Regions from separate parts of the Arachis hypogaea genome. Here region 1 is linked to region 2. Evidence: chromatin contacts called from public Hi-C data. All regions are on one chromosome and are shown on one strand. The core of a region is the stretch at or near the end of the contact, and the rest is flanking DNA. Distances in the headings are between cores, read along the strand shown.

Evidence for each region. A called contact is a pair of places that touch in the nucleus more often than the background predicts.
Region 1: a Hi-C map of leaf shows a contact between it and region 2, with 4 times the contacts expected there. The contact joins two enhancer-like sites. A contact is called at or near these places in 3 of 8 Hi-C or Micro-C datasets (all in leaf).

What each region holds. Positions count from the first base shown.
Region 1 is chr3:37,866,180-37,872,101 of arahy.Tifrunner.gnm2.J5K5, forward strand. LOC112790307 (AP-3 complex subunit delta) reads right to left here. Exons shown (of 1, transcript XM_025832638.3): 1 at 2,563-5,922. The coding sequence ends at 3,087. Among protein-coding and RNA genes, the nearest start is that of LOC112790307, 3.3 kb to the right of the region's middle. Within about 2 kb of position 1,937, at least 1 of the 3 cell types and tissues checked has open chromatin away from gene starts, as enhancers often do.
Region 2 is chr3:37,775,270-37,781,340 of arahy.Tifrunner.gnm2.J5K5, forward strand. LOC112790306 (zinc finger protein BRUTUS) reads right to left here and starts at 968. Exons shown (of 14, transcript XM_025832636.3): 1 at 421-968. The coding sequence starts at 744. Within about 2 kb of position 4,077, at least 1 of the 3 cell types and tissues checked has open chromatin away from gene starts, as enhancers often do.

The sequences.
Region 1 (5,922 bases), core at 687-3,186, 89 kb after region 2:
TGAGAACGAAGAAGCATTCTTAATGATAGATTAAGAAGGAAAGTAATAGCTAATATATGGATATCTTGAAGGAAAGTCACACTTCGTGTTTTGTTTGGAGATTATATATACAATGCTCCGAATATCCAAACTGAGGTGGGAACTTCGTTGTTTACAAGTGGAATGGTAATGATTGTGTCATTGTGATTTGTGAAGATTTAGAGAAATTCGTAGTTGTTCACGTTAGGAATAACAATGGACAACATTGGGCGGGTATTTCAATGTTCGTATTCACTCCAAACATTAACTACTTGTTCTATTCACAACTACGGGAACAATATAGATTCGTATACGTTTCACTTTATCCGCACGTAGCACTGAAAGTGAACTGAGTTAAGTTGAGTTAAATTAAGTTAAATTTAAATTTGGCTAATAAAAATTAAGCTTGATTCACGACTCGATTCATTAACAGTTAAATTTATTTCGTAAGTTTAAGTTTAGTTCAACGAAAATTCACAAACTGACTCAAATAATAGAAACATAATCTATAATTTTATATTAATAAATTATAACTTATAACTTATATATATTAAAAATATTAAAAATATAAATTTAATATATTGTCTATCTATCAATTATAAATTTTTTATCTATGTCGTAAATCAAAATTATATATAAAAAATATTATAAAATTTTAAACAATTAAAAACATTAATATATATGTAAAATTATATATATATATATATATATATATATATTAAATTATTAATACGTATATCCTATATGCATTTAATTTATATTTTTAATATTATATATATAATCCAGCCAGTTCACAAGTTAATGAGCTGAATTTATCCAAACTCAAACTCAAACTCAACTCATTTAATTTATGAGCTCAAATCTAAGCTCAAACTCGGCTCACTAGTTCACGAGTTCAGTTTATCGAATTATTAATGAATCGAGCTTGAGCTAGCTTATGAACTGATTTGACTCATTTCCAATTCTATCCACACCCCAAATGTGATATTTTTTGTGTGTATTTTTTTTAATAGCATCTCTTTTGTATGAATATAATTTATGATCTATAAAAATAAAATATAAAATACACAAAAGTTATGTAAGTTTTAAATATAACTAAAATTATCACATTATAAATTATAAACAATCTTAAAGAAATTTATATTCATCAAATTAAACTCGTCAAATACAATAATCTAGCTTAAGCATTTATTTGTGTAAGTATGGAATAGGTATGGATAAATATACAGTCGGATGACCACTACTTATTCCTGCCTCATATCCAAACAATTTTCATCAGATATTACTCATATTTACCCAAAACTTAGTCAACCGTTGAAAAATCAACTTCATTCAGAAAGAGAGAGGATGAGTCAGGTCAGGTTAAATTGTCATGGCTATATTATTGATTCTTGAAGTTGCTAATGCCTCAGTCTCACACTACTTCACTCTTGTGGTCAACAAAATCTAAGATTGATATGATGAAACTAGCTTGTAAGAAGTTTGCTGATGGTCCACGGTAGGCATGTCACAATTGATATCCTCCTTTATACTAATAATACACTTATATTTTTATAGGTAAAGTTGTCTATTAATGAGTGAAGGAAGATAAATATACAATCTCAACGAGGGGTTCAATTATTTTAATTTTTAATGGACCTCTATTTCACTGTTTTGTTTTGTTTTGTTGAATAGTGTATTGCCAATAATGCGATTAAGGGTGCATTTTTTTTATTCTTAAAAAGTGATTTTATCTTTATATAATTGAAAAAAGGGTTGAAAACTGATTTTAATAACAAAAATATTTCAAAACCGCTTTCTTTTTCCACCCAGAAAAGCTAAATTTTTTTTATTAAAAAACAAATAAAACAAACGCACCCATAGCCTCCCTGTGTGATAAGTGAGGCCTTATGTGCACCCTTTTGCTTTATCGTGTAATCGTGAATGTCCTATCAACTTGGATACGATTGTACCATGACCTGACTTTGGTGCTTTAATGGGCAAATACATATTTCCCATTAATCTTTAATCACGTACAAGCCTAAAGGTTAGAAAGTGAGAAACATGCAAGCGTAAGTGCTCACCCATCACATCTACCAGCTTAATGGCAGTCAAACCACTGTTAACTAACCAATTTCACTGATTGATTTAACATAACTATAGTGTCGCATGTGATATGTTATGAGTGATTTATAAGATACGAGTATACTTTAATAGTATGGGCATTCCTTACCTCTAGTGTGACTGTCTTTCAGAGTATACCTTATTATAATGAATTTTACCTTATGGGCATTCCTAAAATATCCTTCAATGAATTTTACATTTGATAAATAATTTAGCATCAAAACAGAATCAAACTTAGTATAATTTCCAGTTTGCTCATTCATCCCTGAGTTTCCCTTCCACTAATCTCAGTGTAGTGTCCAACATCAGCAACCAAACGTTTTTCTAGAAGGTAAGGGAACAAATAATACAAACACCATTGCATCCTATCATAATTCCATAGACAGAACAAGGAAAAGAAAATAGTATAAAGGAATCGTAAGCAATTAACAATAGAATAAATGAAGGATGAAAACACCACCATTGCATCTTATAGTTATAATAATTTCAGTGTAATAATACAAACCTCCCATGATTTCTCTAACCTGCGACTATAACAAAATTCTAGGCTCGAGATGCAAAATGGCCAAAAAACCAACTTCACAGAAGGACTAAATTGAAGACTAAGGTCAGATTAGTTTCCTAGAAAATGATACCATGCACGTTCTTTACAAATTACAAGAAAAACAAAGATAATTCCCTCGTAGCCTTATGTATCAAGAGAAACAGAAGAGCCCAAACAACATCAAACTTGAGAACTACTTGTTAATAGGCTCATTCTGTGACATGTTGGTAGAACCAAAAAGAAAAGGAAAGAAAAGCAAAATAGTATAAAGGAATCATGTGCAATGACAAAAGGATAAAATTTAAAGAGGAATCTATCTACAGAACTAACCTAAGGGCTCAGCACAAATAATACAGTAAATAGCCTCAATCAATAAAACCAGCGGATAATAAATCAAAATCAAAATCAAAATCCTTAAATGTTACAAAAGAAAGTCTGGAATTTCGGGTGTTTGTGAGACCACGTTTAATGGTGAATTGGCTTTTTGACGAGTTTTATGCTTACCATGGCGGTGACTACTCTTTTTCTTCCTTGCCTTCTGATCATGCCCTTCCCCTTCAACAATCTTCTCTTTACCTCTTTCTCTTCTTTCTTTAACATAATCATGATCCTTGCTACTGGATCCCGGATTCTCAAGGCCAGGACCTTCTGCATCACCCAGATTTTCCTTTATTTGAGATGGAATATCTGCTGCAACTTGCTTCTTTTTCTCTTTGCGCTTGCTTGATGACTTATCCGAAGGATTACTCTGAGATGAACTTGGCTTGGTTGTACTTCCTAGCAGAATATCTTTTATAGCACCAGAAAGTGAATCATCCCTTGGCTCAGGTCTCTTGTTTGAGATTGGCAATGGCACCACATCTCCATCATCCAATTTAACCACCACAGGTCTGGGCTTAGTTTGGTTCGGTTTTTTCTTCAAAACAAGTGATTGCTCTGTCAGCTTGGCCAGCTCTGCAGCTTCATCACTATTACTGTTTGACCTTGGATCATTTGCAGGAGGATAATCATACTGAGAAATCTCATTCTTCTCTGAAGGCAGGTAATACAGTCCATGTCGCTTCCGGTGTTCAAGCAAAGATGTAGACTCATTTACTAGCCCTGATTCTTCATTCTTTAGAAGACCAGTTGAAGTTGCGTCAGAAGAAGTGCCGAACTGAGGACCTCCTATGCCAAATGAACTTGATGAAGGCAGTTCTATATCACCACATAGTGCTGATAAGTCGTCAAGGTTCTCTTTAAGATCCAAGCCATCTGGTACCGCAACTCTTCCCTGCGCACTTACCGAGACTGGACCAAGGTCTGTAACAAATGCATCACGCATCAATGTGATGATAGCTGAAACTTGAGTATCTTTCTTGTCCGCTGTGTTCGCCTTCTGGCTTGCATTATCAATTAGTTCTGCTTTAACCAACCGAACAAATGCAAGTATGTTAGACGCTCTGTCCAGTACTTCAACATCCTGATTTGCTGTTAGGGGGGCCAAGACTAATTCAATTCGATCCAATAGGCCAAGCATATATTCGTGTGTAATTGCAGGACCCTGCGTAACAGCTGTATCAGCATTATTCTCAAAAACTGAAAGATCTTCAGGAGACTCGGTTGTGTTCCTTGGGTCAAAAGTCAAATCATCATGCTGTTCAAGATTCGAGCTTTGACATGTTGCTGATTCAGGAGCCACACTGCATCTTTTTCCAATAAACGGATCAGACTGTCCCACAACCAAATTACCATCTTCATTCTGCATAAGGTAACAATCCAGGCAAAATACCAAAACTTTAAGAGCAGAGTGGATATAAACTGCTCTTATTGATGGTGGCAATAGATTGGTTCGAGGTTGCAGAAGTGCATCGATGATCTCAAACAGATTGCCGGCGAAGTCAATATACTCCCCAGCAACCCAGGCAGCAGCGCATAATATCCTATGCAAGCACGCATTACCCAGCAATGCAGGGTCAATCAACAGATCACGAGCAACACGGACAAGCTGCAGCCTAGCATCCTTAACTCTCATACCAATATCAATAAGCTGTCGCTCTATTTCCTCACTCTCTTGGCAATTGGGAATCCTTGCCATTTCTCCAAGAAGAGACACATACCAATCGAAGTCAACAACAATCTCATACACATTCCGAGAACAAGTCGTCAAAACAGAACCCAATATCTCATTACAGAATTCCGGGTCAGATTTCAGAGCATAATTGACCAAGACCCCGGAGATCTCAGTCACATTGCTCTCAGAGACCATGGCCATCACAAGGCGCAAAGACTCGACCCTAATATTGGAATCCTCATCACTCAAGGACTTGATCACAGATTCCTTATTCTCCAAGACAGCCCACAAGTGCTTCTCGGATGCAACAGAAAGTGCCTGGAGCCCAAGATACCTAAGATTGGGATCCTCATCAACCAGCAACTCCTTGACCTTGGAAACAGCCAGCTTAATTCCAGAATCATGGTCACCCAAGCTAGTGAGCACGGTCCTAACACACTCAAACATCACCGATTTTGCCCCAGTCGCCCTCATAATCTCGCAAATCGGCTCAACAATCCTCTTGGCCAACCTTGGTTCCAGAGGAGCCAACTTCGCGAAAATCTTAAGCACCTTGATCAAAACCCAATTGTTCTTACAATCAACCAAAACCCTGTAAAACTCGGGCGCCAATGGAAGATACGACCGCGGATCCCTGGAAGCGAGCTCGCAGAAAACCCCAACAACCGCACTCACAATCTGAGGATCAGAACTCTCGAGATTCTCAACTAAACGCTTGAAGCAAACCCTAACAGCGTCAGGATACTTATCGAAAACCCTCAAAACGACGGCAATCGCCTTCTTCCTAACGAAAACCCTACCGGAGGAGAGAAGGGAGAATACCTCAGGGGTCAAATCCCTAGCGAGATCGACGGTGGCGATGCGAGAGAGGGTTTGAAGGGCGAGAGAAGCCTCGAAGGGGTTGGGGGAAGAGAGGTCCTTGCGGAGCTGGTTGGTGGTGAGGAGGAGGACGGGGGTGGCGTCATGGAAGGAGAGGGCGGCGGCATGGTAACCGACGGACTTGTGGGAGAAGCGGGAGGAGGACATGAGCTCGACGGCGTGGAAGGCGGCCCAGGAGATGTCGAGGCCGTGGATGGCGGAGAGGTAGCAGAGCTTGTGGAGGGCGGTGGACTTCGTGTGGGGATCAGTGGACTTGATCTCGCGGCGGATCTCCTCAACCGCCTTCGATATAAAGGCGGATTCGCCGATCAGCTGGAGCCTCATC
Region 2 (6,071 bases), core at 2,827-5,326:
CAACACCTGTTTCTTTTTCCTCCTACTAAGTCTTTCCAAGAGCAATAATAGAAGATTAAGGAGAAACACAGCAACAAATCAAGCGATTTCGGACATGAAAAACTAGAAAAGCATAATCGCTGGCGGCAGCAATTACGAAATTGCTCCCCCTGTTATCATAAATATTGAAGCTAGTTATCATACCAGTAGAAATGAGCTTTCATTGAGCTAGACCACAGTTTGACCTAAATATATGAAGAGGAAATGGCAGAGAGACAGAGAACACACAAACAAGAGCACCATTTGGATTCTGTATCGAAAAATGTAATCAGCTATAAAACTTAATTTTCTACACCATTTCTATCTGCAAGGGGAATTCAAAGACACAGTCCAAAAACGAAAAAACTCCGAAAAAAAACAAACCGAAGGCAAGATTTGCACCTCGTCTTCGGCATTGGAGTGGTGCCTGTACATGGAGCTGAGGAAATGGTAGCGCTGGGAGATAGGCTGGATATCGGAGGAGTTGCCGGTGGCGAATGCCATGGCGAGACGGTGCAGCGCGTCTAGCTCGTTCCGAATCGCCTTGTGGAAGAACAAGAAAATCAAAATGGGCGAGTCTACCAGCTTAGAGCACTTGACGCTGCCACTGAGCGCCGTCGAGGAGGAAGTGGAGGACGAATCAACCTTGTCGATGGAATTGGAGAGCACCGCCAGTCCTCCGCCTCCATCCAAGTGCTTCAGCCCCGCCGAAAACGGCGTCGTCATGTGTTATTTTCCCTTTCGTTATTCCTTTGAGAATTCTGTTCTGTTGGAGCTTATTTATTTTGCGGGGAAGATTGGCGTGCAGTGTGTGTGACACATGAAAGGGAAGGGAGCGCGAGAGAGAAAGAGGGTGTTTATGGAGGGAGAGGTTGTTAGTTTGTTGTGTTTGTGTGTGAAACTAAAAATGTAAATGATGGTGGGAGCGACCAGGAGAAGGCGGGGTTCATGCCGATAAGGGGAGGAGTGTCTGCGATATACCACTGCCACTGCGACCGAGGGGCCAACCCAATGCTTGTGGGCCCCATGCCACGTCACATCCATTTCCCACGCTGGACATTTCACCACCTTCCTCGTATTTTATATTTATTATTAATTAACAAATTCTCAATTAATTCCTACTTTCATCTGTGCACTTAAGAATAAGAAATTAATTTACGCCGTGATATTAATATGCTAACAAGAAATGTGAGAGAATTAGTCGTTATTTAAAAATGTGATTTAAAAATACATTAATAAATTATTAAATTAAAAAATTAAATTAATAATTAAAAATAATAAATTATATTAGTTCTTGAAATTTTTTTATTTATATTAAAATTTATATGATAATTGTTTATTGATTTAAAAGTTAAAACTCAAACTTATAAAATTTTTTGAATAATATTTATAATAAAATTAGGCACCCAAGTGCCTATAAAGTTTTCGATTAAGTTATTGCTTGTTTTTTCTTTTTCGTATTTATGTAGACAACTCTTTTTTTGTTGTAATTTTTTTATTTCTTCATTCTTCGATATTATTATCGTTATCGTCTTTAACTTTTTTTATAAATATTTAAAAAATTAGAGTATAAAATTGTATAAAGGGAGTGTTGAGCGGCTAAAGGGAGCACGAACATAAGCTGAGTGTGGCAGAGATGAAGATGTTGAGATGGATGAGTGGTCATACGCGATTGGATAAAATAAAGAATGAAGATATAAGGGAGAGAGTTGCAGTAGCACCCATTGTGAAAAATATGGTTGAATCGCGTCCCAGGTGATTTGGACATGTGAGAAAAAGACCGATAGAACATCCAGTCAGGAGGGTGGATGAGATGGAAGATGGACAAATGGCGAAAAGGCAGAGGAAGACCTAAGAAGACCATCCATGAGGTGGTCAAACGAGATCTACATGTAAACGATCTCTCTGTAGACATGATACATGACAGAGCACAATGTCATCGTTTGATTCATGTAGCCGACCCCACTTAGTGGGACAAGACTTTGTTGTTGTTGTTGTTTGTATAAAAATTGTATGCACATCACATAAATTTTAGTGCACAATATAAAAATTTTAGTATACAACATAATTTTTTAAAAGATTACATACTTAAAATATTTACACTCAACTAACAAAATACACACATCACATAAATTTTGGTATATAATACAAAAATTTTGGTGCATAGCATAAAAATTTTAATGTGTAGTATAAAATAGTTTAAAAGACTACATAATTAAAATATTGATTCACTCAACTAACAAAATATATTTACAATAAAAATTTAATTATGTATTATGTATAAAAATTTTGATATTATATACAAATATTTATGTGTTATATATAAAAAAAATTTATACTATATACAAAATTTTGTGTTATATTAATAAATTTTTATTCTTTCTAACAAAAAAGTTTATGATACAGAAAAAATAAAAAAAATAATAATATATGTGCACAATTTTTTTTAGATTTATTATATCAATTTAATTAGATTTAATTATAAAAATACTTATAAATATAATACCACATTAATATTTACGGCAGCGAGAATGGTGACCATACACACGTGCTAGTGGCGAAGTCTATAACGAAACGCAACCTTACAAGAAGAGAAATATAAAAGGCTAGGGTTTGAAAGGTTCTTTGAAGAGCTGAATGATGATAGACTTTAGGAATGTTTCTTTCATGGTCAAAAACATGAGGTTTGAAATGATGATAAATGCTAGAAGACAAACGAAAATGTATGAAATAAAGTAAAGTACATTTCAATAAAAATGAAATATCACTTGCAAATTATATTCGATTAAGGAAATGGATATATCGAAAATCTCATAAGTTCGGTTTCTTACGTTATATTTTAAAAAAAAAACTATTTATAAGAGAATAAAAATAATTTAAATTAATTTAAAATAATTTAATTGTGTATTTATTTATTATTGTTAAAATAGATATATAATATTAAATATAATAAATAAATATGTAATTATAAATAGTATATATATAAAATTATAAATATTAAATTAAATAAAATAATTTTAAATTATTATTTTCCTAACCTTCCTGTATTTTTAAGCAAATTGAGGTGTAACCTAAGTATATAATTGTGTAAGCTAAGCTTTTAGAATATTACACGACTTCCAGCAGAAAACAAGATCATCATATTCCTGGGTGTGTGTATATATATATTCTGAAATGTATCATATATTGTTGGCTTGACATTCTTAGTATCTGAATCGTTTCAATCTTGGTGGGATCTTGCATTCATGGTGTGGACTGTGGAAAACACATTTGTTAGGCTTTAGAATCCACCGGAAAGGGAAAAAAAACTTTTGTTTTTTTTAAAAAAATATTACATAGTTATCATAATTTATTATTTTTTATTATCAGTTAATTATTAATATTTAAAAATATAAAATAAAATATATTATTGAATTATTATTTTACAAAACTAAGGGTTAGTTTAGATTGGCTTTTAAAAAAATATACTTATTTTTTTATCTTTTAATTTTTTTTAATCGATAAAAATTATTTTACATTTGAATAAATTTTAAAAATTTTTTTTAAGTATTAAAAATGTCTTTTGTTTTTATTTTTTTAAATAAAATATTGCTAACTTTTAAAAAAAGTAAATAATTGTTTTTTTAATAAAAGTATTTTTTTAAAAGATGTATTTAAATAGATTTTAAATTGAATAAAAATATTTTATTACAAAAACTTTTTAACTAAAAAAACTAATTCAAATTAATACTAAAAAATTAAATTAATAATTAATTAATAGACAAAAATAATAAATTCTAAATTCCTTAACATTTTTCTTTTTAGGGTTTAGTTTAATATAATAGCACATAACTTAAAATAGCTCTATAAAGAATATTACTTTTGGATACAATTCATCAAGAAATGATCCCACGAAGACATGGTTAATAATTAACCTATGTGTTTGTTGGTGGGAAGTCAAGATCAGGTTGTTAGTTTTAGGGGAAAACAGCAGCATAAATACAAAGAAGTAAAGGGCACAAGGAGACACGAGAAAAAAGTGTGGCTTATATAGGTTGGCATTTGAAAGAGGCATGTCAACCCTCTCTTCCCTTTGGATAACACATGCCTCCTTAAATAACTCCTTTATTAATTTCTACCTTCATAACTGCCACATGTTACAAAAAGAATTAGAGAAAAGTAGTACTTTGTTTACAAAATAGAGACGAAAAAAAAAAGAAGAGAAATTCCTTGGTGTTTTGTAGAGCAAAATTAGTAATTTGTTCTATTCTTTTCTATATTTGTCATAGTATAATAAGTTTTTATACTATTTTAAATAAAGAAATTTTTTAAAATTTAAAAAGTAAGTAACTATAGTAAATAATATAAAGACAAATTATTATTCTTAAGTGTAATCAATGCAAACAGAACAAATAATTGATTTTGCTCTCAAAATATCCTATGAATTTTCGAAAAACAAAGTTATTTCTTTCTACTTTTATTCTATCAACAAATTTATCTGAAATTTGTATATATCTTTTTTAAATAAAATTAACCAGTATTTTTTTAGAAATAAAAAATGATATGTAATTTAATATCATAGTTAATTGGTGTAATTTTTTTATATGAATTAAAATTTTTAATTTTATTTTAAATAACAAATCGAACCCTTAGATTTTCATAGTGCATAAATTGGAGAATCCGATTTGTGTTTGAAATAATTTTTTTTTCGCTTTCAAATAAAACGAAGAGTCCGATTTATATGTTTAACATTTTTTCAACACTAATATACAAATTTGACTCTCAGATTTATATTTTTTTTAAAAAAAGATTGCATCATGTTAGAATATAATTAGCATCAATTAGGATCAATTAGTACTATTTAGTATATCTGAATATTTATTATAGGAGATTACGTCTTTATTATTACGATTCTCTTAGTACCTATAAATACCCTTTATATTGTATCATTCTGAGACAACTTGAATACACTCAATAATACATAAATTCTTGCGGTGAAATCACCGTAGTTTTTGCATTTTTTTATGCCATTCTTCTTTCCCTTTTGTCATTCCTTTGATATTTTTTCACTTCATCACTAACTAGCCTATTTTTTCCTGTCTTGTATTTTTTTCGAGTCGTATGATCAAACACCATCGTCATCGCTGTTTACCTATTCTCATGAAGAAATCATATAGTTTTCGCTCTCCTTCGGTAGTTTCGCTGCGTTCTCTCCTGTCAGTTCTATCTGCGTTCTCTCATGGCAGTTTCGTTTGTGTTCTCTTGTGGCAGTTCCCTCTGCGTTTTCTCGTGGCAGTTCCATTTGCATTTCGTTTCCTTGTTGCAGCTCCATCTGCGTTTCTTTCAAGCAATTTCATCTGCACTTCCTCCAGACAAGCGGCAGTTCCGTCTGCGCTTCCTCCAGACAAGCGGCAGTTCCGTCTGCGCTTCCTCCAGACAAGCGGCAGTTCCGTCTGCGCTTCTTTCAAACAAGCAGCAGTTCCATCTGCACTTCCTTCTGGCAGTCTGTCTGCACCCGTTTTATCAGTTTATGCAGTTTTTTCCTCTTTATTTCGTTATTTTAAATAAGTTTCAAACTCAAGTTGTCACTTGAGTTTGAGAAGAGATGTTAGAATATAATTAGGATCAATTAGAATCAATTAGTATATATGAATATTTATTATAGGAGATTATGTCTTTATTATTACGATTCTCTTATTATCTATAAATATCCTTTATATTGTATCATTTCGAGACAACTTGAATAGACAACTTGAATACACTCAATAATACACAAATCCTTTCTCCAATTTAGTTTCTTATTTCTAACACATCAAAAAAATAAAAATAAAAAATTACAAATCTAACTTTTAAATTTATGATATCTAAAAAAAATACACTAACTTTTCACATTATTTAAAAACACTACTAAAATTTCAATAATAAAAATAAAAGCGCCTTTAGGAGGGTAACATGATTTATATTTCAGCGGTAGTAAGATCTCACTGCTGCGAATATTTCCTCTTTTTTCAAGAAAAAAAATTAACGATCAAATAAAAAAAGTAGAATATTATCAATTTTAGTTTGTTATAAAC